4 separate regions of the Anser cygnoides genome follow, and regions 1, 2 and 3 are each linked to region 4. A link is a contact called in public Hi-C data. All regions are on one chromosome and are shown on one strand. Each heading gives the region's core, a stretch centred on a gene start, on an enhancer-like site or on the middle of the called end of the contact. The rest is flanking DNA. Distances are from core to core; before and after follow the strand shown.

Region 1 (5,616 bases), core at 826-3,325, 200 kb after region 4:
ATCCATCAAATCTGGGTTTAATGTCCCAGCTGTCTGTCAAATTGGATTCTGGTTATGAAAAGTTGCACTGAAAGTTGCACTTTCTCTCCTGTGAAAGGCAAGTACAGCAATGCAGAGATTAAGATTTTTTAATGGAGTGTAATACAGCTTTCTCCATTAAAATAATTCTAAACGTTTTATAATAATCTTGCATAGGTCACATCACTTGTTCTGGGCTGCTCCCAATCACTGGCTCTTTTTCCCTTCTGCATCGGGCTGTGGATGGTTTTTGAAAGCAACCCCATAAAAAGCTTTACAAGAGGGCACTTGCCCTTGATTTCTTTGTCTTAAACTCAAGTCCAAGTGTCTTTGATTTATACAGCTGTAAACACTGCTCTAAGCTTTAGCACCGTCACGGTATATCAGAAGGGTGCCAGGGAGTGTTTAAAGTAATAAAGGTTCGTTTACTTAGCATTGCACAGAGTGTCACTGTTATCAGATTAGCTACATTTATTGCATCACATGTAAAACATCGTGCCATTTGGAGCTACGCATGAAATTTCTGTAAAAGCTGCACCAAGGAACGTTAGCGTGTAATTTAAAATGGGATCTTGGACATTTTTATTCCCAAATGGTGAAAAATATGTATTGATTCTTGATTTGCGCAATAGTATAATTGCGATGGAGATAATTAGATTGTATCTGGAGGAAGATTTTCCAAGGTGGACTCACAGCTCAGCATGCAGGGGTGGCAGGATACACGAGTGCCATCTTCTGCTTCTGTACAGTTTCACCCAACCAGTTTTCTTTTTTAAAATAACAAATTAATAAGAAAAAAAAAAGGTAGGTCCAGCATGTTCTGGGCATGGTAACATGAATACAGTACACCTATCTTTAGGCAAATGATATTTTCATTTACTGCTGTGATTGAGTTTCTGTCAACAAAAGGAAGCAACCTTTCAACTTAAAATTAATTGTCAGTATCTCTTAGGGATCTCTCTGAGCTTCATGACTTATCTTTTACTCTTAATATATTTGCATTGTGACAAATGACTCAGCCTGTTTATGCCATGGTAAACCAGCTGTCACATCAACTCAGACTTGCAGGAATAAAGAATCATACTAGGTAGGGACATTGCTTTATTTACCCTTTGTTTTTCTTATATTAGTAGTGCTGTGTGGATTAATCAGCGGCCACATTCAGCTAGTGATATGCTGCAGAGCCTGAGCAGGTGGAAGGAATTTCTTTGTTCCCCCCCTTAAAGGACAAATATCCTTGAATTTCTCCGTGTCTTTTCTGAGTGAAGCCCTGTGTCACTCCATGAAACATGAAAACAGAGAGATTTTGAAACTGCAGCCAACAGTGTTGCAGCATGTGTCTTAACTATACCTGGATTCTTTTTTTATTTTGTTTTTAAAATATGTTGTTTCTTTGTAGCTTTTCTGAGAAAAATAGGAAAATTATTGGTCAAGAACATAAAAACATTAGTTTCAGGAGTGTGTTTTTTTTCTTTCCTGGTTCTTGGTGTTCACAGCCCGTGGAACAATGCCATGTGTGTATCAGAATAGGGAGAATTAGTAGGGCTTTGGTTTAGAAATGGCACAAAACCCCAGATCTGAACAACCCTGAACCTTGCGATAAGATCAGATCTGAACTTTGTTTCAAGTACCTCTCTGTTTTTCTATTAATAATGAACTAGTTAGATATACACGGGTTTGTAGATCAAATGAAAGAGGGATTTCATCACCAATATCTGGAGCATCTAACATTTATTAGGAAATAGCCTATATTGCTTTAGTATGTACTGTAGCTTAGTATGCATTAATCAGCATAACAATAGATAATATTAAGTATGTCATAGTCATGTTAAGTGTTGTCATAGTCATAGTTTTAAGTATTAAGTGTTGTCACAGTTAAGAGTTGTCATAGTCATAGTATTCTACCAGCCTTGTCTCGTGGTCCTGCAGATGAAATCCACCATCCCCTTCAAGTGTTCAGAGTCTCAATGGGGTATGACAGCAGAGAGGCAGCAAAAAACACTGCTTGTCCTGCTGGTGTGATAGTATAAATACACAGTTTTTTTGTGCTGTATAAAATATAACCAGCTTGTAGTTTGCTTAGGGTGTGTTTTCCTTACAGTAGGGTTGGCCATTTTTCTTCATAACTAGTTCACCACCAGGATAGTCATTAACCGGCTTTGGTCATCATCTGGACAGATCAGAGCTCTGCTAAGCCATGTGCCATGAACTTTTCTAGGAGGTAGCAAATTGCTAGAGAGACCCTGCAGGAAGTTTGTGATCAAGCATCCAGTTGTGTTCGTGTCCGGGGCAGGTTAGAGCCCGCAGGGAACTTCAATGGAAAGCTGCACGTTTCCTCTGAATATGATGCCTCCTCTGGGAAGGCAGACCTAAAGGCTTGCATTAAATTGAGCTGCAAATTTGGCTTAGGAAATACCTCCGTTAAATGTGAAATACAGGGAAGCTTCCTGAACTGATTGCAAATGTGAGTATAGATGATTCCTGCAGACACATATGCTGCAAAAACGCTGATGCACAGCTCATTCCCCTGGATCCAGCCCCCCACATCAGAGGTTCAGGCCATCTGGGGGCGTGCGTATCTCCCCTGATCGTCTGGGGATGTTCAGAGGTCGGTAGCACAGAGTTTCTCCGTGCAACAAGTGTCTACTGCTGAGCTCTGACAGCAAGCTCCGTGGCTAGCAGAGGGTGGCGAAGAAAGGACTTTAATGCTTTGGGTTTCTAAGCAGGTTTGTGGCATCGGCTACATGGTGCAGTTGCACAGCGGGTATAGAGATTTTGAGAAATGCATGTGGTTAGGAAAGATGGTTCACGTGGGTCTCAGTCTCACTAAGCACTTCGCTTGACCCTCGTGTGTGACGTTTAAAGGCTAATCAGTAAATCGCATGCTCAAACTTCAACTGCTTCGCAGAACTGAGGCACAAATAAGTGCATGAAGATGAATCCTAGATTAGAGAAACTGTCAATTTTGCAGTGACTTTCATCCATCTTAAGCAGTGTTTAAAAGAGAATGCAAAATGTAAAAGATTTATAAATTCAACAACCAATTTAAAAATATCAGCTTTAAGTAGTCTCTACATAATATATGTAGTCACATACCTCATTTTAAAGAAAGCAGGAATGAAATAAGCTGTATTAAAATATACAGAATAGATACCTACAGTTAATACAGGTATATAATCCCAAACTGAAGTGCCCTGTCTACGTAAGGATCTGTGAGTCATTGAGCAGGGGGGTGACAAACCAGAAGGGCAGACCTTACAGCGGCCTTCCAGTGCCTAAAGGGGGCTACAGGAAAGCTGGGGAGGGACTCTTTGTCTGGGGGTGTAGGGATAGGACAAGGGGGAATGGTTTTAAACGAGACGAGGGGAGATTTAGATTAGAGTTTGGGAGGAAAATCTTCACTCAGAGGGCGGTGAGGCCCTGGCACAGGCTGCCCAGAGAAGCTGTGGATGCCCCATCCCTGGAGGTGCTCAAGGCCAGGCTGGATGGGGCTTTGGGCAACCTGGGCTGGTGGGAGGTGTCCCTGCCCATGGCAGGGGGTTGGAATTAGATGATCTTTAAGGTCCCTTCCAACCTGAGCCATTCTGTGGATGTGTGATTCTATAAGGACTCCAAGGACAAAAAAATACGAAAGTAGTAGAACGGTCAGTGTGGCTTATGAAGAAAGAAGTCATGACTCACCCGTCTAGTAAAGCTTTTTCGGAGGAGTTTATACCCATTTTTGTAATTGGATCTGGTCAGCAAAGTACAGTTCAGTTCTCAAAAGCCCCAGCATCAAAGACCTTTAGAGAAATAAATTACTGGGAGGTAAGAGGTATTTCCCTCTTGCAGAGTAATATCTGACTGAAAGGAGGTAGAAATAAAATGTCAGTTTTCAGAATGGAGAAAGAGCTCTGTTAGGCTGCCCAGCAACATTTTCGGAAAACTTTGGGTGATCGCCTAGCTCAATGTTAGCCACAAATGGAGCGAATAGCAAGTTGGCAAAATTTACTGGTGCCTACTCCAAATGTTTCACGTACAAACTGAAGCTGTGAAAATGTGACAGTGATCTTGTAATAGGAAGTTCTTAAGTGATAAAACACCCAGTGGCATTTCAGTGCCACCAAACGCAGAGTAGTGCGGTTTGTTACGCATGTGCTGTGCATACATGAAAACAGGATCCAGATTAGTTATTTTCAGATCTGCAAAATCAAATCAAGATAATCGTCTGAATTGTCAGTTCAGTAGCCAGGCACAGTGAGAAGCACTGAGCTGTGTGCTGCAGGTGGAGAATCGGCGGAAAATATCAAGGGGTCTGTGTTGTGGGACGCTGCAGTTACATCGCACTGACTTTTGTAGGCAGTTTTGGGCTTCTCGTCACAGGAATGATGAAGCAGGATGAGAAGAGGGACAAGAAGAGTCACGGCAGCCTGCATCCTCAGAGGTATTAGTGGTTTCTGTGTATGAGGACTCTTCAGATTGGAAAAAACTGCTGAGGTAGTGTATGCTAAAAACATATGAAAGCATCAACAGTATGAAGAAGGTCGAAGAGGAAAGGCAGGGCACCGCTGCTGCAGCTCCCAGCACAAGAACCACGGTGTGCCCACATGACACGATGGGCACACAGTGCATTGCCACGGGGAGCTTTGGGGGGCAGAGGTGTAAATAAGTTCAAAAATGGGATTGGTAAGTCTGTGGAGGATCACTCCAGCAGTGGTGCTCAAAACACACTGGGCTGCATGCAGCTTTCTGAGGTTATAGTGTCTGGAAACATCCAGCCAAATGGCATGGGGTACTTTCCCTACAGGGACGATAGGTGGAGGAAGAGCTTCCAGTGACCTTCATGGGTGAAGCTTCGTCTGTTTATTCCCCATCGAGGGCAGTTCAATGTCAGAAACCGGTCAACCTGCGTAGAACTAGTTCCTTCTCTGAAACCTCATTTTCTAGGATTTTATGCAAGTGTAAATTGAATCCCCAGCTGCCACCATTCCTCCACCTCAACGAGTGAAAGGTTAATACGCTGCAAACACAGCCGTGATAATCCTGAGCTGTAATGTAGTCTGTTTAGTGTATCCAGAGGATTAATTCTCAAATGCATTAAGCAAAATAAGAAATAGTGCACACTTCATATTGTCTCCCTTACACTGTAGTCTCATGTAATTAGCCACTGAAACAACTGACTGAAAGATTTCCCTCTGCCTTCTTGTTTGAGTCATGAATTTTAAAGACTTTTGAGAGAATGACTCAGGAGGTGAAACAGCAGGACTTCTGATGTTATTTATAAAATCCGTACAGGAAAGTATTTCAGTGTCTGTAGCCATGAAACTCGGGCAACTTAACCTGTAATATCATCATTTGAGACTAAATGACAGGAGAACGAATGCTGTCAGCGCCTCACTAAACAGCATTAACATTCTCCATTGTCTCTGCCTGCTTGAAAAATGGATAATGAAATAATTGACATTAAAACCAGCTATCAACTACAGGTTGTCCCGTGAAAGAAGAAGTTGGAGTGTACACTAAAACACATGCAGGAACCATCTGCACTAATAGGATTTTCATTACAGTAATAGCTCTGAAGACTGCGTATAACTGAGGGCAGCTCACAAAGCATCTGGG
Region 2 (5,540 bases), core at 456-2,955, 240 kb after region 4:
TGTGGTTTATCAGTCTTTAAGTTGGTCCGAGAAATGGGGAGGTGAGGCCAGGATGGAGAAATAAGAGTCAGAGATGCCGTACAGCCAGAAGAATGGTCCATGAGCAAACCTAGCTGTTGCTGCAGTCTTTTCATATGTTGTCTTCTGGCAAATCAGTCAAAACCAGAAGATGGTGGGTAGCCTTGCTGAGCCAGCCAATTCTGGCATCTTCTGATTTGTAGCTGTGACCACAGTGTAGTAGCTCACACATCACTTCTGTGGAGGGAACATCACCTGGGCATCCATGTGGTAGTGGAGGGAGCATGTTTCCTGCAGGCAGTCTGCAAAGGGAAAGCCAAAAGGGCAGATTCTGTCACGATACCCTCAAGAGCACGGTGAAGACAATGTGTTGGGTTTGGCCTCTGGGACACTGCAGGGGCATTCTTACTGTGCAGCCACAGCAAAGACGGGTCAGGGTGGGGACGTGGCTTTGGGGTAGGGTGGCAAGAACTTGAGCTGATGGGTGGGACACAGCATGGGTTGGAGGGAAGCCGTACAAGCAAGGAATCAGAGCAGTGTTTCTTTTTAGGACTGTCACAAGTGCAGCGGGGGGTGAGTTCTTTTGAAAAGTGCCTTCCACTAAAGTGCTGATGAAGTATTTCAGAAGCAAGCTAAGCAAAACCAAACTAACTAGCACTGGGAAATAGGAGATCCTTATGGACTGCCCACATTCTTATTTCACCCAGCACTTTAGCACCCAGATATCTGATATTTTCTCAGTATGGATGGTCCATTGGAGGTGGAGGGAGACATAGGTGGAGAGCTCAGCCTGGTGGCCAGGAATCCCCTGTTCACCTCTGCTCCATTCTCTCCTGCGTGGCCACGGGCAACTGGTTGACCTGAATTCCTGTCTGCCTTAATGGGGGACACCTCCCAGTTGAGTTATCAGGCTCAAGTCATGTAGAATTTGTAGAAATGCAAACTGTCTTTATTTCGTGTTTATAGGATGGCAGGAACCTTCACTGTTACGTGACTAATATGGATGGCTCCATGTCTGTGGGTTGCCTGAAAGGTGGATCCGTTGTTGACCAGCAGCAGCACTTATAGGAGATTTGCATCTTGAGAAGAGTTGAGCTTTAAGTGAATCATAATTTACCCTTGTTACCCTTGGTATAACACAGAGTTGTGTGCTGCTACTTAAATATCTTTAAGTAAAAGTTTTGGTGCAGTAGATTCGGCTTAAAACATAGCGAGTTGCTGTGAGGGTATGGCATGAAAGGGAAAGTCAGGGGCTTTCCCACCAGCCCAGTGCTGTCTATAGGAGGCGGCTCAGGAGAGGAGAACCTCTTGCTCTAGCACAGCCAGGTACAGAAAGAGGTCTCCTTATATCACACCTTTTCCTGGGCTTTTCTGGAGCCCTCTCAGCTTTTGCCACTAGCCTCATGCTGACATCCTGAGGGATGCGGAGGAGGGGAGCCTGCTCTCCTGAGCATCCCCAACGCTGGCTGGGGAGAGCAGTGGGCCCTTCCCCTGGGTTTCACTGGGAACTGCAGCATTGCAGTGCCCAGCTTCCAGGTTGGAGACCTAGGGCACAGCTTGGGCTGCAAAGGGGATTTGGGGCAATGAGCCGGGCTGTCAAGGTCCTGGTTGGCTCCCTGGCATGCCTTGTGCTGTGAGATGTTTCTGTTCTTCACGCAAAGGCTCTTATTAGCAATGGAGGAATCAGTCTTCATTCATAGGTGGGAATAGACACCTGGAAGAGGCCAGGAGGCTGCAAAACACTTCTGAGCATCTTCAAGGTAAAAAATACTGAGGCAGTGAGTGTTACGTGCTGGTAACAGAGCAGAGAGGGAACACAAAACCAAGCGGATGGGACAAGTGCACTGTAGTCAGCTGAAAGTGTGTGAGGAAATAGCTGCATTATTATTAAAAGACAGATGCACTGGGGAGTCCAAAGCCTAAAAGTCCCTTCATTATCAACCTAAAGGCTCCAACGAGCTGTGGCTAAAATATGAGATATCAGCCCAACAGGTCTGTTTATACAGACTTCTCCAAACAGATCTCCTGTCAGAGCTTTTGCTCCTGCAAAATCTTTCTTTTCTCTTGTGTTTTGATTTCTTTCATCTTAAAGGACATTCTGCCATTTCCCAATCTGTAAATAAAACTCGCTCTGATAAAGGTCGCCAGCTCAGTCTCCGGGAAGAACTGCCCTGCAATGAAAGGCAAAGCCAATTCGGGACTTGCCAGCGCTGCCCTTTGAAGCCTCTGCTGCCAAGGTATAATGAACATTGTCCAGCTCCTGGCACCTGCTAAACCTGCAGGAACAGCAGATCTTCCCCGTGCAATTTTTCTGTGCAGCAAAATCAGGATTTCTGGAGCTTTATAATGGGTCAGGAGAGTGCCATGGTGGGCAGAGTCGAAGTGCACCAGGAAAACATCCCTAGTGGATTTGGTGGTGCGTGTTTTGCTTGCCATGCATGCTGCGTGTGTGTATGCTGGAGTGCAGCGATCCCCTGCCAAAAGCCAGCTCCTTTGGCAACTCCTGCCTGAATTCCACGGGAAAATATTTGGCAAATCACACGCTGACATGTTTATCTTGTTAGCTGTCAGGATGAGTAAGTGTGCAAGCTGAATGCTATCATTCAGCTTGAATGGAGAAATAGCTACTGCTCATGAAATCTGACACAATAAACATATTTTCAAACATGGCTTTTGTCAGATGGGTATTTATCCTGTGTTCAGCCCCTGTCATAAGTGACCCTAAATGGACCTGTGCTCACTGGCAGCCCCAAGACCCAGCTTAGGGCTCGCTTGGTGACACTGTGCAATCCCGGGACAACAAAGCGACCCTGTTGCTTGCTTATAAATGACGGATTGAGTTAGCTCCTGCCCCGGCAGATATACATTTACATGTCTTCTAGCATCTAATTACACAGAAGCATCCCACAGAAAGCTCATATTTGGGCTTTTAATGCTAATCCAATAAAAAAAGCAATGCAGCCATTTCAAGATAATTATGGCATCAGCAACCCCCTGCCTGCTTGCAGGCAGGCATTCATGGGAACCCCTCGTGGGTGTTCAAGCAGTGTGAGAAAATAGCGAGCGCATTGAATCCCATTTCTGGGGCACAACCATTTCAGTGTGTTAGAGTACCTCAGAGCTAAGAAATCTCTGAAACATCAACATTTGGTTTCCTGCTTGATCTGAGCTGGCCTCGCCTGAGGCAGGGTGTGATACCATACTGCTCCGTTGTTTTCCAGAATTAAGAATAGCGAAGCTTGTCCGATCGGCTCCCTTGCCAGCAATATCAAAGTGCCTCATTCACATTAAAAGCTTCAAGCTTTGGCCCATTTCCCTTCTGATATTGACTTAAAGAGGAGCGGGAGGAGGAAACAGAGGATTGAAGGTTTCCTCATCTCTGGCCACTTGTCCTTGCTCTGCAGGGCGAGTTTTTAAAGGGATGGCTTGGAAAGTTCAGTGCAGTGCGTGCATGAGAATGAATGTGTTGCTCAAAAACCTGGGCCAGCCTTTTAGGGCTGCCAACATTAAGCAAGCAAGGATGGGTCTAAATCAGAGGTCTGCGCAGTAGGATAAGACCAGAAAATCAGCACAAGCTCTGGGAAGGCAGCATGGAGTCACACAGCTCAGAAAGAAAAATGTGGCATGCCGATGTGAACTGGCAACGTGGCGAAAGATGAACATTAGCAGTGCTGTGCTCTACATCAGCAGTGGCAAAGACATGCAAAAGACAACTTTTTTTTTAAACTTGTTTGTTTGGTTTTTTTTCAGCTCCAACCACATCTGATGTTCTGAGAACCTGAAGGGTGAGAGACCAGCACCTGGAGTCAGGAGAGGCCTGAGATGTCAGGATGGTATGGAAACCACAGCTCCTCCCGGCCTACACCAGCAGGGCCGCCCTCCTCTGTTACCCCACTGCACACCCCCTGCGTCCCCACCTGGTCCTCTGCAGAGGAATAACTCTTCCTGAACGAGCAGCTACTCCACATTTTTTTTATCTGCAGAGGTCAATGTGTGGCCTGCACCATGCAGCACTGGACACCACATCTCCTGCGGCTTCCCTTGTGAGATGTTCCTCAGCCCGGGGACAGCATCCACATGAAGCAGAGCATTACTGGAAGCTCTGAGGAGCTTTTTTATGTTTGCCCACCTCAGTAAATCAAAGACAGCACCGTTCCTCACATGGATGTCATTTAAATTAGGGTAAAGTCATGCATGAGGTTTCTGCAGTAGATGACACCATGGTTGCTTCGCATCCCCTTCAATCTTTCTCAGCAAAAGTCTGCAAATTTACCCAGTTCAGCTTATGAACTGCAGGACTGAGCAGCACCTACACCTTCACGTCGCTCAAACTCTCTTTTCTCTCTCTGGGCATGAATGCTAGCCCCTTGTGTGCTACTGAATGAGTAGCAGGCAGGAGACTATGGCCTGGTGAGTTACGCCGGTAGTCCTGACGTCTGACAGCTAGCGTGGGCTTCAAGGGAAAGAGCAGGTTGTGCTGGGACAGGAGGGCAGATCCGATGGGAGAATCTACTTTTTAAGCTGAAGAGACACGGGTTAACGTGTCTGCCTGAGCCCAGGTCGCTCCTCAGTCCAGATAAAAGATTTTACATAGAGTAAAGCAGAAAGCAGTAAAGCCAATTATTTCACAAAGGACTTCTGTGACTAACGTGTTCGCTCTCCTCTTCCAGTGGAATGACCTATATTTGCTTTTGATATAAAATTTTTCATAGGGAGCAATCTCACCTTCAGGTGTTTTTACTTGCACTCGTCACATGCATTTCACTGGCAGAAAAGTCTTTCTTTTAAAGTACGCCTTCTGTCTATCTTTCTTTCTGTCCTCATTACTCATTCACAAAGCTCAGAAAATCTTTCTAGAGCCACAGTCAGCTCACTGGCATTTGAAGAATGAGCATTTTCCCAACCAGAATAACCTCTACATTTTCATTTGTAATTTAAGCTAGGAAAAAAAAAAAAAAGCATTAATCCATCCCTCAGCCTTCGTCCAGCAAGTATTGCACCTGTGTTTCGCACCCTCCATAGATGCATGGTGAAGAATTAATCCCAGAGGCGGGCAGGCACTTCTATTTCTAGTTTATGAATATTCACAGCTGAAGGACTACATAATTAAAAAACAATGTCAGTACAGCAAGGGGAAGGAGGTGATGTTCTGCTGGTGGGACAAGACCCCTGCTCTGCCCCAGTCCTTTTAATGATATTGAGTCTCTCTTTTCAGCTGTATCTACCCAGTTGGTAGGGGCATGTATGATCCCTGGATGGCTTCCTTGCCCAGCTTAGGTTTCCATGTGGCTATGAAAAGAAGTCCCAGAGCATGGTCCCTTCCTGCCTGATTCCTCTTGGGGAGTGTTGTGGTTTAACCCGGCTGGCAGCTAAACACCACACAGCCGTTCGCTCACCCTCCCCCCTCCCTCTCTGGGATGGGGGAGAGAAACGGGAAAGTGAAGCCTGTGAGTTGAGATAAAGACAGTTTATTAAGACAGGAAAATAATAATAACAATAATAATAATAATAGTGATAATGGT
Region 3 (5,738 bases), core at 631-3,130, 180 kb after region 4:
TTTCTATGTTCTATTAGTTTAGATTTGTGCAATACAATGCCTAAAAAGCAAGAAAGGTTTAAAGAAGAGAAACAAGAAAATGAACAGAAAACAATTTGTTTTAGTTATGGATACAGGTTTATTTCAGCAAAGGGAAAAACACAACTGCACAGGACGCAGAAAGATAGAAATGAAAAAAGAGTCTCTGAAGCCTCAAGCCCTTGGTCACAAAACCTCCTTGCTTTTTGAGTACTTATTTTGAGAATTCTTTGACTTCCCTGTCATTTTGTTGTCCTCCATTTTGATTTAGGCAAATACCCTAATGTGGAGATCTCTATGTAGGAGATCGGGCTGATAGCGCTATTTTAACATTCTGCCGTGAATCACCAAGTTGAGAAATGGAAGAAACGAATAAAAAGAGAAGGGTTCAGTTACAAAACACCAAGAGAAAATAATTGCACTGTATTCTTCAGAACTTCAGTTAACAGCCAGTAGCATCCTTGATTGTATTCACCACAGGAAAGCTAATATAATTATACAATTATATTTTATACCAGTTCTAGGTCAGCAGGATTTCATAATTCTTAATATAGAAGTGTCATGCTGCTACTGAAAACTGCAGAGAAAATCAGATTTTGCTAAAACACAAAGAATTGTTGATTCCTTACCTTGCCTGAAGCAGGGAGGACACAGAATCAGTCATGGCAGCGTGTCTCTTGGCTGCCTGATCTTGGTTCCACCTGAGCAAATTTTGTACATGTCCAGTGTTCAGCAAACTTCTGTCTTTGTATGTTTTCTCCCTTTTCTTTCCCTCATAGAAGTAGCAGAGCTGCCGTCTGAAACTTCAGAATTGGTGGGGTGTCTGCCTGTACTGTCCAGAAGGAAACATTAGGCTCCTTGTATTACATCAGGTACACAAAATGAACAGCAAGCCAACAGATGAAGTCCGTAGACTTGTTTTAATATTTACTTAGTACAGTGCCTCCACAACTGTCACTTGCTTTGCCTTAAAAATGATGTTGCTCATCAAAGGATTGTTTAGGCCTTATGAGAGCAATAATTCAGTAATTAAATGTATATAACAACTAATTTTAAACAGTGTAGAGAGAGAGAATCATATATACACATACATACACACACACATACATGCCTACTAAGTCTTTATTATCTGTAAGCTTCATCTGTGAAGCTAGCCCCAGTATGTATGGGAATGGCCTCCAAGGCCAAACTGGCAATGTAGGTGTCCTTTCTCCTCCTCCAAGTGAACATTCAGTCCTTGGAGGAACCCCTTCTGCCAGTTCTGTCATTGTTCAAGGCTGACTGGAGTTCTTAAAGAGAGACCTCTTTTGAGGATAGCTGTTCCTCTGTCTTCATATTCCAGACCAACCACAGGTCGTCAGTACTTTGGGACGTTGTGCTGTAGGAAAGCTGGGATCCTTCTATCCAAACTCCCCGCAGCTGTGCAGGACACAGAAAACCGTCACCTCCTGTTGGCTCACCATGATGAACTTTCTCCTCAGTGACCTCTCTTCTTTTTAACATTTCACCTCTTATCTAGATCAGAACCTAAAAGCATTCTGTGTAAAAACAAGAAACATTAAAGATCTGCATGCTGTGCTAACTTCTAAGGTGTTGCTGATGTATTTTAATCAATCTGTTCTTGAAAGTTACACAAGTAGTCATTTGCTTGCTGAAAATGCATACATCAGGAAAAATCATCTTTGATTTAAACCACAACCCTTAATTACAAGATACTGGCAGTGTTGCCTGTTTTAAATGAAAACCTGAAACTTTTCAAAAAGGGATCAGTCATTCAGAGTCACAGGGAGTGTGTGACACCCCTGTATTTGAACAGTAAAAGGCTTTAAGTTATGGTATGTTTTCCAGGAAGAGCGCTTCTCTTTGACATGCCTCTTTGTCAAAGAAAAAAAAAGTCTGAAGACAAGGCTACAGGTAATCTGGTGCGTACCTTGCGTGGCGTGCTGCTGTCTTCAGAGCTGCCTACTTTTTCTTGTATATCATCCCTGGGAACTCACAGTCCTGAATGGTGATCTCTGTGACTGCTGGCAAGTGGTTGCAGAGGAAACAGCAGCGGTATTGTACAGGGCAAGACGTGCTAGTAGCATGTTTGTAGTGAGTGAAATGCTAATAAGTACATGACCAAATGCTGCTCCAAGCCTGTTGAAGTTACTGGGGCTTTTGTTGTTGGCTTCTCAGAGGTCACTGCCCTGTAACTCTAAAACTAGAGAACAACCCATAAAATCCTCGGACTGTTTTTCTGGACAGCTTTCCCACAAAGTGGGGCAGGAAAAGCATGGGTCATGTTCGTACCTTATCATCTATCAAAAGTGGTGCTAATCTTCATCCTTACAGCAGCTTTCTCCCATAGAAAGACATGGTGATTTACAAAGATTTCTAACTCTCAGTGTTCCCGATTTTCCCTGTCCTCATTCAAAAAGGGTCTGAGCTGTATGATTGTGCTCATAGCTGTGTTTATTACGTGTGGATGCTGGCGCATCTCTGCTCCCTAACAGCTGGTCTGCTTTTTCCTGTATTTTTATTTATGCTGTTGGCTTCATTAAACAATCTTGATCCTAAACAGCAACTCAAAAATGCACTACACCATGTTTATGTTATTAAATCCTTACGAATATTATCTGTTGTTTTTTTTTTTTTCTTCTTTTCCAGCTGTCACATCCACTTAGGTGTTTACAGTGTTTTCTCTTGACTTTCTCATTGTCCAAGTTGTCAGCCTAACAAACTTGGGTGTCGATTTAAACACACTTCTAAGTAATGCAAGCGGGACGGCTGTCGTTGCACCATAAGTTTTACATCATGGTCGTTGCCTTGCTATATTTGGCTTCAAACTGCTGTGAGTCAAATACTGGAATACATGTGTTGGTGTTTCCTAAGGTGTAAATCAATAACAGAAAGCTGAAAATGCACTGTCAGATTAACTGATGTCTCTTATTACTGGAACAAATTAACCATTAGTCAAGGACAGTGCTCTGCCATTGAAGACTTCAGGATTTTTTCTGTAAAGTGATGATTTTTCTCAGTGGAATTAAAAATAAAACCAGCAATGGGGACAAGTTATAACACTCTGTTTTAAATAGCCCCAAATTACCAAAGGCTTTTAGATAGCTGTTCCCTCCCTTATCCTTACAGATATCTCACTGCTTTAGCTGGGTAGGAGGAATTGCCATCAGTGACTCAGGTTAGTCATGAGATGTTGGAGTCTAGTTTTAACATCTGGTAAGAATTATGGGGATTTTGAGGGAATGAGTAGCTACCTGTATGACTGGCATTCCCAGCATCAACTGTAGATGGTACGTATTTCTCACCAACAGAAGTACCAGTAATTGTTTGTCATGTGTATAGCAAGGTGTTTTTTTCATAATTGAAAGGATCTTACTGCAGTTTCATGTTTTCACGTGTTTACCTTAGAGATGAGAAACACCTATGTTTTGGTTTTGCTTGACAGATAAAAAAAAATCATTTTATAGCTAAAACAGAAATTAAAGAAAATAAAAAATAGGATAAGTATAGGCAAGGATATATGCCTTTTTGCATATTCAATAAAAATAGCAACCTGTAAAAAGCCAATTTTCCTGTGCAATATTTACTGTAATGTTTCATTTAGATATTTAGTCAAGGAGCTAAACACGATAAGATAAAGAGAAGTGACCTATTCTGTGACCAAGTCAGAAGAAGATAAAGAATAAAAGTCTGGTTTGAAGTTCAGAGAATTAGGTAGCAGGTTACGCCACTGAGATACAATTTTCTGGTATGTGCCAAGAGAAGTGGCAAAGTACCAGGATGCAGAAAATGGGATTACTCTCTGAAAAAAAAAAAAAAATGTGTACTGAGTTTAAAATGCTTGTTTAAATGATGCATTCAGTATGGGGAAAAATGAAAGAAACAGCTGAGCCTACAGTTATGTTATAAAATCTTCCTGTTTTGTTCTCCTGTTCCCTTGAATTAGCCAAGGGAGCACTGTACTGTCGCAGCCTGCTTTGATAAGTGCCAGTTATCCCTGCACCGTAAAGCGCAAAGGACAAAAGATGCATCTTCCCTGTAGCATATTTCTCAGTGTGTATTTCTTTCTGTATAAGTAGAAATGCTAATACACATACACAAAAGCAGGTATAGTGAAAGCAACTCCCCCCCCCCCTTTTTTTTAAAATTGCAATACCCTACTTTCATACTTGACAGTGAATAGATTTAAAATTAATCCTATCTTCCAGTAGACAAAATAGGGAAAAAACTTTCTCAAGGACACATGGTACTTCAAGTAGTTGTGACCTGTTTCTTTTCTGTCCCCTAATGAGTCAAGTTTCTTTCCCAAGAGCATTTTGTTTTCGTGTCACTCCCGCACGTTCTAAGAATTGAACAGCTTTCTTCCAGAGCAAGAATATGGTGTAACGTATCGTGGGTGGTTTGCTTTCTCGGTTTCATATTAAAAACACATGTGAACATTTATATGAGAAAGAAAACTATCGAAGACTACAGTAATAATACTAGCAGATTATGAAGTCTTGCTATTCAGATTTATTACACAAAGATGGTTTACATTCTGAAGTATTCTTTCTGTTGTACCTGCAATTTTTTAACATCATTTGTCCCATTTACAATACAGTGTGTTTTTCTTGGCCAGCTTCTCTCCCACCACATCGAAAGAGCCAGCGAATCACGATTTCATGTTGAGACTCATGACCTGTAGTACTGCATTTGGTGGTAGGCTTAGATGTATCCTAATTCCTTACACGTACTCTTTGAAAAAATTTAGGGTTTTTTTCATTGTATAATAATGGTGATTGCCAATTTGGTGGCAGTGTTAGTTATTTTCACCTTGATTTCAAGTAGTTAGATGGGTGGGTAGATAGATTGGTTATTTTAAGTTATTAGAACATTGATGGTTGCTTCTTCTTTTGCGAAGATTTGATATTAATTCTATTAACTGCTGTTTCTAAGTTAGAAATGAATTAGTGAGTAACCTCTGCTATGTTAGAGCATATTCTCAAAAGAGAAATGTCCAGGTAAGGATGAGCATAAAACACAACTCTTGACAAATTCTATAACGAACTTTCGAAAACTTGCAGGGCCGGGTTTTGATACTTGTGCAATATTCACAGCCACGTGTACTTCATATGTGGTTTTATATCCAAAAAAATTGTGAAGAAATTCTTTACTGAATTGTAGGCTTGTATAACCTGCTAATGACATGGATCTGCTACTCATCGGTATCACGTATCTCTTGTAGTGACTTTTTTGTACTAACCTGTGACAGCCATAAAATTTTAGAATCAGGCCTGGGCACAGGAGTAAAATCTACAGTCCCCTACATGTATGAGTAGGTTCTCTTAGTCACATTCAAGGTAGTCTGAAGTATATTTTTTTTTCATCCTGACCTGGCCTATTGTACTTTGCAAAAAATGTTATGTAGCTCTCAAATAGAAGGAAACTTTCCTTTGTGTAAAGTCTGTAAGTACTTTATTCCAATTAGACCTTTGTGATTGAGTGCTCTGGGTGTACAAGAGGCAAATAAATGGTTCTGGATGCTAAGTTTTATTCTTTAAGCTAAAAAGAATCTACCAGGTGTAGACTAAAAGCAAATGTTATTATGCCATTTATACATGAAAACATAACATTTCATGTTTCCTGTAAGGGCTTACCTTGCAAAACGCTAACTTCCCTTAAAACAGACATGACTCCTTCAGGTCAGGAGGAACCTTGGCATTTCAGTCCTCTAACTGGAG
Region 4 (6,007 bases), core at 2,720-5,219:
TGTAGGCTATTTATAATTATCCACAGGTGGAGAGAGAGGCAGCACTGCACAGTACTAGTAATAATTATCAGCAGTGTAGAAAGTTCATCTCTTAAGCCATTGGTTCTAACACACTAAAAAGTATTTGATCTGGAATCTGGCACAGCCTTCAAATGGAGCCGTTCAAAGGAGTCCTGACCTAATTTTGCTAAGGAAGTGTGCAAGCCTTCCTCGTTCTGCTAATTTCTTGCAGAAGGTTTCAATGATAGTCTTCCTACCCTACATGTGCATATATTTTACTGCAGAGCATTTTGAATAAAAGCAGCCATTACCAGCCAGGTGGTAAATATAGCATGCAGCTTAGCAGAAATGACCTTCAATTAAGCAGAGGCGGTCCCTTCTCCTGCGCTGTGCAGTTGTCAATTACTTTTTTTTTTTAAGACTATTTTTGCCTTGTCTTTTTGTGAATAATTGCAAAGCCTGAAGCACAGTGCTGGCTCTGTGTGTAAGAGCAGACTTCGTGCTTATGCTGAACTCCTCTTTCAGTGAACACCTCAAAAATTTGGAGTGTCTAACAAATAGAAGTTTGCTTTCTTTTCCAGGGAAATACATCATTAATTATGAAACATTGTCCACTGAGCTATGTAAATTTTTCTGTTAAAGGATATAGCACGAGTTCTTTGACTTTCCTTGGGATAAATCAAAGCAGAAGTGACGACACTATGTCTTAATGGGCTTTCATCTTCAAAAGAAAATGGGGGGGGGAGGGAAATCTCCTATTTTTCAACAGTGGTACAACACCACATACTGCAATAGAGCTCAGGTTTTCCTTGTTATTGGCTGTGTAGGTGTAGGCTGTTTTTATCATAAGATAAAAACAAACAAAGCAACCTGAACCGAGGGCTTTTAAATTCTGTCTCACCTGTCACTCACACGTTTTCTCATGCCATTATCACTGCAGTGTTGTGGTAAGACTACTGGTTTCCTACCAGAAACGCAGCCTTTTGTTCAGTATGGTTATTTGACTCGTGGTAATGGTATGTCTGAGCAACGCTGCTCGGAACACAGTAACTGTAGTGCGCTTAATTGTAATTTGTGTCTTAAGTTCCTTATTTGCTCTTTTCCTCTACAATCTCTTGTGCTTCCAGCCTCATTAGACTGATTTATTTATTCTATTTTTTTCCTCCCTGCTGCTTTCGCGCTGTCAAGCAAGCCAGGTAACTGCTAGTATTGGCACTGCTCTCTGGTCTCATGTTGCAAGCACAGGATCCAAGAGCAGAAAACGAGGTAAATGAAAAGTTGGGTCTGCTCTGGTCGTTCGCCCACCACCGGGAATCCGTCTGCTGGCTCGGCTGAGGGTGGCTGCTGGTGATAAAGGGGGAGCAAGGAGGGGACAGGGGATGACAGAGGCCCCTGTGGGGAGCGATTCGGAGCGGCTGGTGCATCCCGGCCAGACCATAATGCAAGGAAAAGCTGGAGGTGGCTGGTGTGGGGCGGAGGAGTCGCTGTGCTGCTCCACCTCTGGCCGGCCAGCTGTGTCTGGCAGCACGCGAGTCAAGCATTTAAGCAGACGTGGATGATTTGAGCACCGTATCCCTCATCCCCTCTGCTTTTTGGAAAGCGAGCGTGTGGAGCCAAGCGTTGTGCATGGCGGTCCTCGCTGCCTTTGGGTTCTCCTGGAAGCTGGGTTGTGCTCCAGCGGGCACAGGGCAGGACGGGGCGGCAGGCGCAGCGAGCCCGTGCTCTTCTGGGACCTCAGCATCCCTGTGTGCAAGCTCCTTGGCTTTTGAAGCCATCAGTAACCGCTCGCCCAAACAGCAGGGAGCCCGCAGGAGCTGGGATTAGTTTGAGAAGTGTCCGGTTACGAGGGGACTCTAATCAAGGTGACAGCTGCTTTCCCCATGCTGCATTGAAACAAAATCTCCCAAACCCTGAGACAAAGCCTCACCAAAGACGTTAACCTCAGCGCTCTTACTCTTTCCACAAGTTGCTGGATCACTTAGCGCCGTTCACTAATGAAATACTGGAGGGGTAATCTCTTTCCGTGGATGCCAGAGGGGAAAACCGAGCATCGCTATCCCTGGGCCGCGTACACGTGCTCTCTTTATGCTTGCCCTGAAGTATTTATGCCAGAGTTTCCTAATCATGGGGTTCTTCTCCCAGCATCACAAAACATAAATCCTGCTCTGCTTGGCATGCCAACCTATTATTTTAAATCAGTATCTAGGCCTGCCCTTAAGTAACCATTTCTTTCTTCGGCTACTTAAGCTGCCACACTTTATCAGCAATCCAGGGGTGAAGAATGGGAGGTGCTACCTGAAATAGCATCGGTGTGCTGCTGCTGGGGAGAAGCGTGTTCAAGGAACGGGCTGTAAGAGCCCCCCCTAGGCTCTATTTATACCTCCCATCTAATAATACCTACTTTTTTTTTTTTTTTTAAAGTCTCCTGTGGGTAAGATACCCACAGGAAAAAACAAAAATACCTTCCCAGGTTTTGGGGTCAGTTTGTTTCCAGTTATGAAGGGCAAGCTTGTGGGGAAGAGCTTTATGCGAAAGAGTGAAATAAATGAAGACCATGAGAAATTACTGGTTTGGGGTTGTGACTAAAGTTTTAGGAGTCATCCTCTGATACAGAGCCTTTCTTAGCAGGTTCCTCCTCAAAGAAAACTAGTCCTGGGCTTTATTTTTTTTGGGGGGGTGGTGCTAGAGCAGTAAGGTGGATTTCCTTCAAGGCAAAGGGCTATCTTCCCAGGTCTGCCTCTGCAGAGGCTCTGTCACAACAGTATCAGAAAACAGGAGGTTGAACTGGGAAGCTGGAGTCTGCAAAGGCAGCAGGGGTGAGAGATTTAAAAATCATGGAAGACAAGGCCAAGGCTGATCTGATTGCTGAGCCTCACTGCGTGGAGGTGTAACTTCACCTGTTGCAAGCCACCTGCCCCATCCCCTTTCTGGTTAGGATAGGCAAGAACAAGGAGCAAAAGGACTTGGGGGGGGGGGGTGAGGGGGGGAAATCAACTTGAAACTTGACTCACAGGGGTGTGATACATATTTAAGAGGTGGTCCAACAGTAACTTGAAAGCCTGAGGAAGGTGGGGCGGGCGGGCAGGTCCCAGCTGCAGGGCTGTGCAGGAGGCCCTAGCCCCACCACCAGCGCCCTCTGCATGGCTGCCCCATCCCCCTGGCCTCCAGCCATGACTGGAAACCTCGCCTTTCCCTGGCCACAGAGCCTTCTGCAGCCAGCGTATGGAAAAGCACATCTGTGTCACTTCATTTGTGGTCAGCAATGTGAAATGTTTCCAGAGCTGAGAGTACGCGCTGAGCAGCGCTGATAGGTCCCAAAGAAATGGGACGAGAGTTAAGGTACGGGTAGAACATGAGCTCTGTATTTCCCAGCTGTCAGCTGTTTGGTTATTTCGAAGCATTTGCTTTATCCTTTTATTGTTCCTAAGTTGCGCCTAGCTTGGACTTGCTGTGCAGAGACCATGTTGGAAGATGCGCTTGTTGAAGCGAAGAAACCGCTCAGCAGTGAGGAAGCATGAACGACTGACTAAGAGCTTTTCTGTCTCATGATTTTTATTCTGCCAGTGTCTGGAGAAATAGGTAACCCGATAACAAGTATCCCTCGCGCAGAAGACTAAGTGGTGTAGGCCACAACAGACATGGTTGCACCCAGGCTTCGATAGTTGGACTGCATAGGCCGAACTCTGCCAGTGGGGACAGATCGGGTGTGCCAAGTGCCTGCTCCTGCAGCAGACATCCCACACGTTTCCCCTTTAAAAAATCCCATTTTCGTTTATTTTATTTATTTATTTATTTTCCTTACAACACAAGTAGCTGCTGAAACAGTAAGGCAGACCTCTCGCTTGAGGTGACAGCTTCCTCCAAGGGAACAGGAACAAACACCAGGGAAATTAAAGGGAGAGGCATTCATACAAGAATTTTTCAGGGCTGTTTTGTTTTCTTTTTCCATATGTATTTTTAATCCTCTCATGCTGGCGGTGGAAGAGGCATCAGAAGGCAGCGCGTTCATTAGGTGTGGTGTGGGACTTGTGAAGCCTGACCAAAATGAATACGCGTTGCTGGGTGGTCATTGAGTACGTGCTCTGGAAATAACTCCTTCATTTTCTCTTGAGGTTTGGGAGATGAAGGGGGACTTTCATTCAGCCTTCCTACTTATTTAAAATAATATGTTGGCATGCCAAGCAGCGCAGGATTTATTTTTTCTGATGCTGGGAGAAGAACCCCGTGATTAGGAAACTCTGGTGGTTTGTGAATCCCAGTCTGTTTTCTTGTATTTTAGATGCTTGTGTTTGTTGTATGGTAAGGTGTGCACAAAAGTAAAAGAAAGTGTATTTTGGGGAAAGTTGTGCAATGGGTGATGTTTTCTGAAAGAACAGTGTGTCTCTTCTGGCAGCATCATGGTCAAACAAGTAAATATGTATTTTGGTAAGGAGCCCAATTTTGAAAACATCCATGGATCTGTCCCTTCGTACCCTCCTTAGCGTGCTTGTAATTACAGCCAGTCTCTGAAAATACCACAGACATCACGTCAAGTATTCTTGTAATTTTTTTCATATTTCATGAACTTAAAATTACTTTTTTTAGTTCTGTGATAAAGGTCTGGATTGCTCCACTGTAAATACACTGTGTTTCTAGTATAATGAGCACAAGTTAGGATGAAGTAGCCCAGAACTCCGGTGGTGGTTTCTTGGCACTTCCTATGGAAGAAAACGTAGCTGAGTGCCGACTTCTGTTTATTTGTGACCTCAGCTGAAACTGTTGCTAACAGAATATATTTGGGCATTTGTATTTTCAGCGCAGAGGGATCTGTCCTGAGCTAACAAACAAACAAAAATAACCCTAACCATTTCCCTGCTGAGAATTTAGGAGATGGAGTACTGCTGTATTGCTGCTGCTGATCTCCTGTGGGTATGGAGGGCATTGAGGAAGTCAGGCTGTGGGACACAGGGAGAGAGGAGAGCCACAGCATGACTTCATGTGCTGAAAATCTTTCATCTGGTGACTGCTCACAACCAAGTGGTATCACTCCAGGAAAGTTACTCACGTGTTGGAAGTGGCTGCAGCAATGGACGGGAGAGAGGCAGCTTTCCCTGGAAGGATGGAAAAAATGAAGAAAAACTGCTGTAACCATAACTTTTGATTCCTTCTACTTCTGTTTTTATTCTTTTTTTGTTGCTGTTGTTGTCTTTTGGTACATGGAGGGTGTTGATGCAATCAGTTCTGTGCTGTGCTCTGTCCAGGGGCCACGCAAAGCACTGATGGGGAGCGAGTGGGTACCTGGCACCCTCGGGTACCCTGGGCATGTGTGGGAGCTGGAGGTGAAGGACTTGCCTCCTCTTACCCAAACCCGAGCTGCTCACCTCCTCTGAAATGATGCTTGGTCTGGGGAGCATGGCATTGTTGCAAGTAATCTCGTGAAAGATGAGTGAGAAGGCAGCGGTGGATTTATCGGCGGCGCTCGGGGAAGTGGAGGTGTGTCTGCTGCTGCGGCTGCTCTTGAGAAAGCAGAGGGCCACCTTCTCTAGGAGAACTGGGGCAGGGTGGTAGGTCAGAGCAGGCTGTTTGTGGAGGAAATAAACCAGAAATACCACTTGGAGTATCTGAACTGATGTGGAAATACATAGATAAGGCTGCTCTGTCAATACTTCAGCACAACGTAAGAGATCTCTAGCTCTTACAGGAACAACAACAAATAAGTTACTGCCTTGTTAAGCTCACGTATGCTTCTAGTAAAGTACCTGTATTTTATCGGTGTGTCTTTGGAAATCTATGTGATTCATGCCTTTCAGTATATGAATTAGCCAAGTTTAAGGCAACGCATCACAGTGCATATGGTTATAATGCTCCTGCTTATATGATGAAAATTAGGTAATATTTTATAATTATATGAGCTATTAAAACTTATTTAGCTTTCACCTAATAAATATTTATTAGCTGCTAAATATCAGTCATTAATGCCTGATAAATGAGGTTCTCCAGGAGGCAGCTTCAGCTAGGAAGGTCTCTC

Evidence for each region. Hi-C and Micro-C count contacts between places; a contact is called where the count stands out from the background.
Region 1: a Hi-C map of liver shows a contact between it and region 4, with 5 times the contacts expected there. The contact joins two enhancer-like sites. A contact is called at or near these places in 2 of 7 Hi-C or Micro-C datasets (both in liver).
Region 2: a Hi-C map of liver shows a contact between it and region 4, with 4 times the contacts expected there. The contact joins two enhancer-like sites. A contact is called at or near these places in 2 of 7 Hi-C or Micro-C datasets (both in liver).
Region 3: a Hi-C map of liver shows a contact between it and region 4, with 2.6 times the contacts expected there. The contact joins two enhancer-like sites. A contact is called at or near these places in 2 of 7 Hi-C or Micro-C datasets (both in liver).

What each region holds. Positions count from the first base shown.
Region 1 is chr2:140,060,901-140,066,516 of Taihu_goose_T2T_genome, forward strand. The region is part of intron 6 of CPQ (carboxypeptidase Q); the gene reads left to right. Among named protein-coding and RNA genes, the nearest start is that of CPQ, 140 kb to the left of the region's middle. Within about 2 kb of position 2,076, at least 2 of the 3 cell types and tissues checked have open chromatin away from gene starts, as enhancers often do. A contact at or near this core is called in liver, where this site is marked.
Region 2 is chr2:140,095,251-140,100,790 of Taihu_goose_T2T_genome, forward strand. It overlaps CPQ (carboxypeptidase Q), which reads left to right. Exons shown (of 8, transcript XR_010828728.1): 8 at 3,769-4,911. Among named protein-coding and RNA genes, the nearest start is that of MTDH, 110 kb to the right of the region's middle. Within about 2 kb of position 1,706, at least 2 of the 3 cell types and tissues checked have open chromatin away from gene starts, as enhancers often do. A contact at or near this core is called in liver, where this site is marked.
Region 3 is chr2:140,036,066-140,041,803 of Taihu_goose_T2T_genome, forward strand. All of the region lies in intron 6 of CPQ (carboxypeptidase Q), which reads left to right. Among named protein-coding and RNA genes, the nearest start is that of CPQ, 120 kb to the left of the region's middle. Within about 2 kb of position 1,881, at least 1 of the 3 cell types and tissues checked has open chromatin away from gene starts, as enhancers often do. A contact at or near this core is called in liver, where this site is marked.
Region 4 is chr2:139,855,727-139,861,733 of Taihu_goose_T2T_genome, forward strand. All of the region lies in intron 1 of SDC2 (syndecan 2), which reads left to right. Among named protein-coding and RNA genes, the nearest start is that of SDC2, 13 kb to the left of the region's middle. Within about 2 kb of position 3,970, at least 1 of the 3 cell types and tissues checked has open chromatin away from gene starts, as enhancers often do. A contact at or near this core is called in liver, where this site is marked.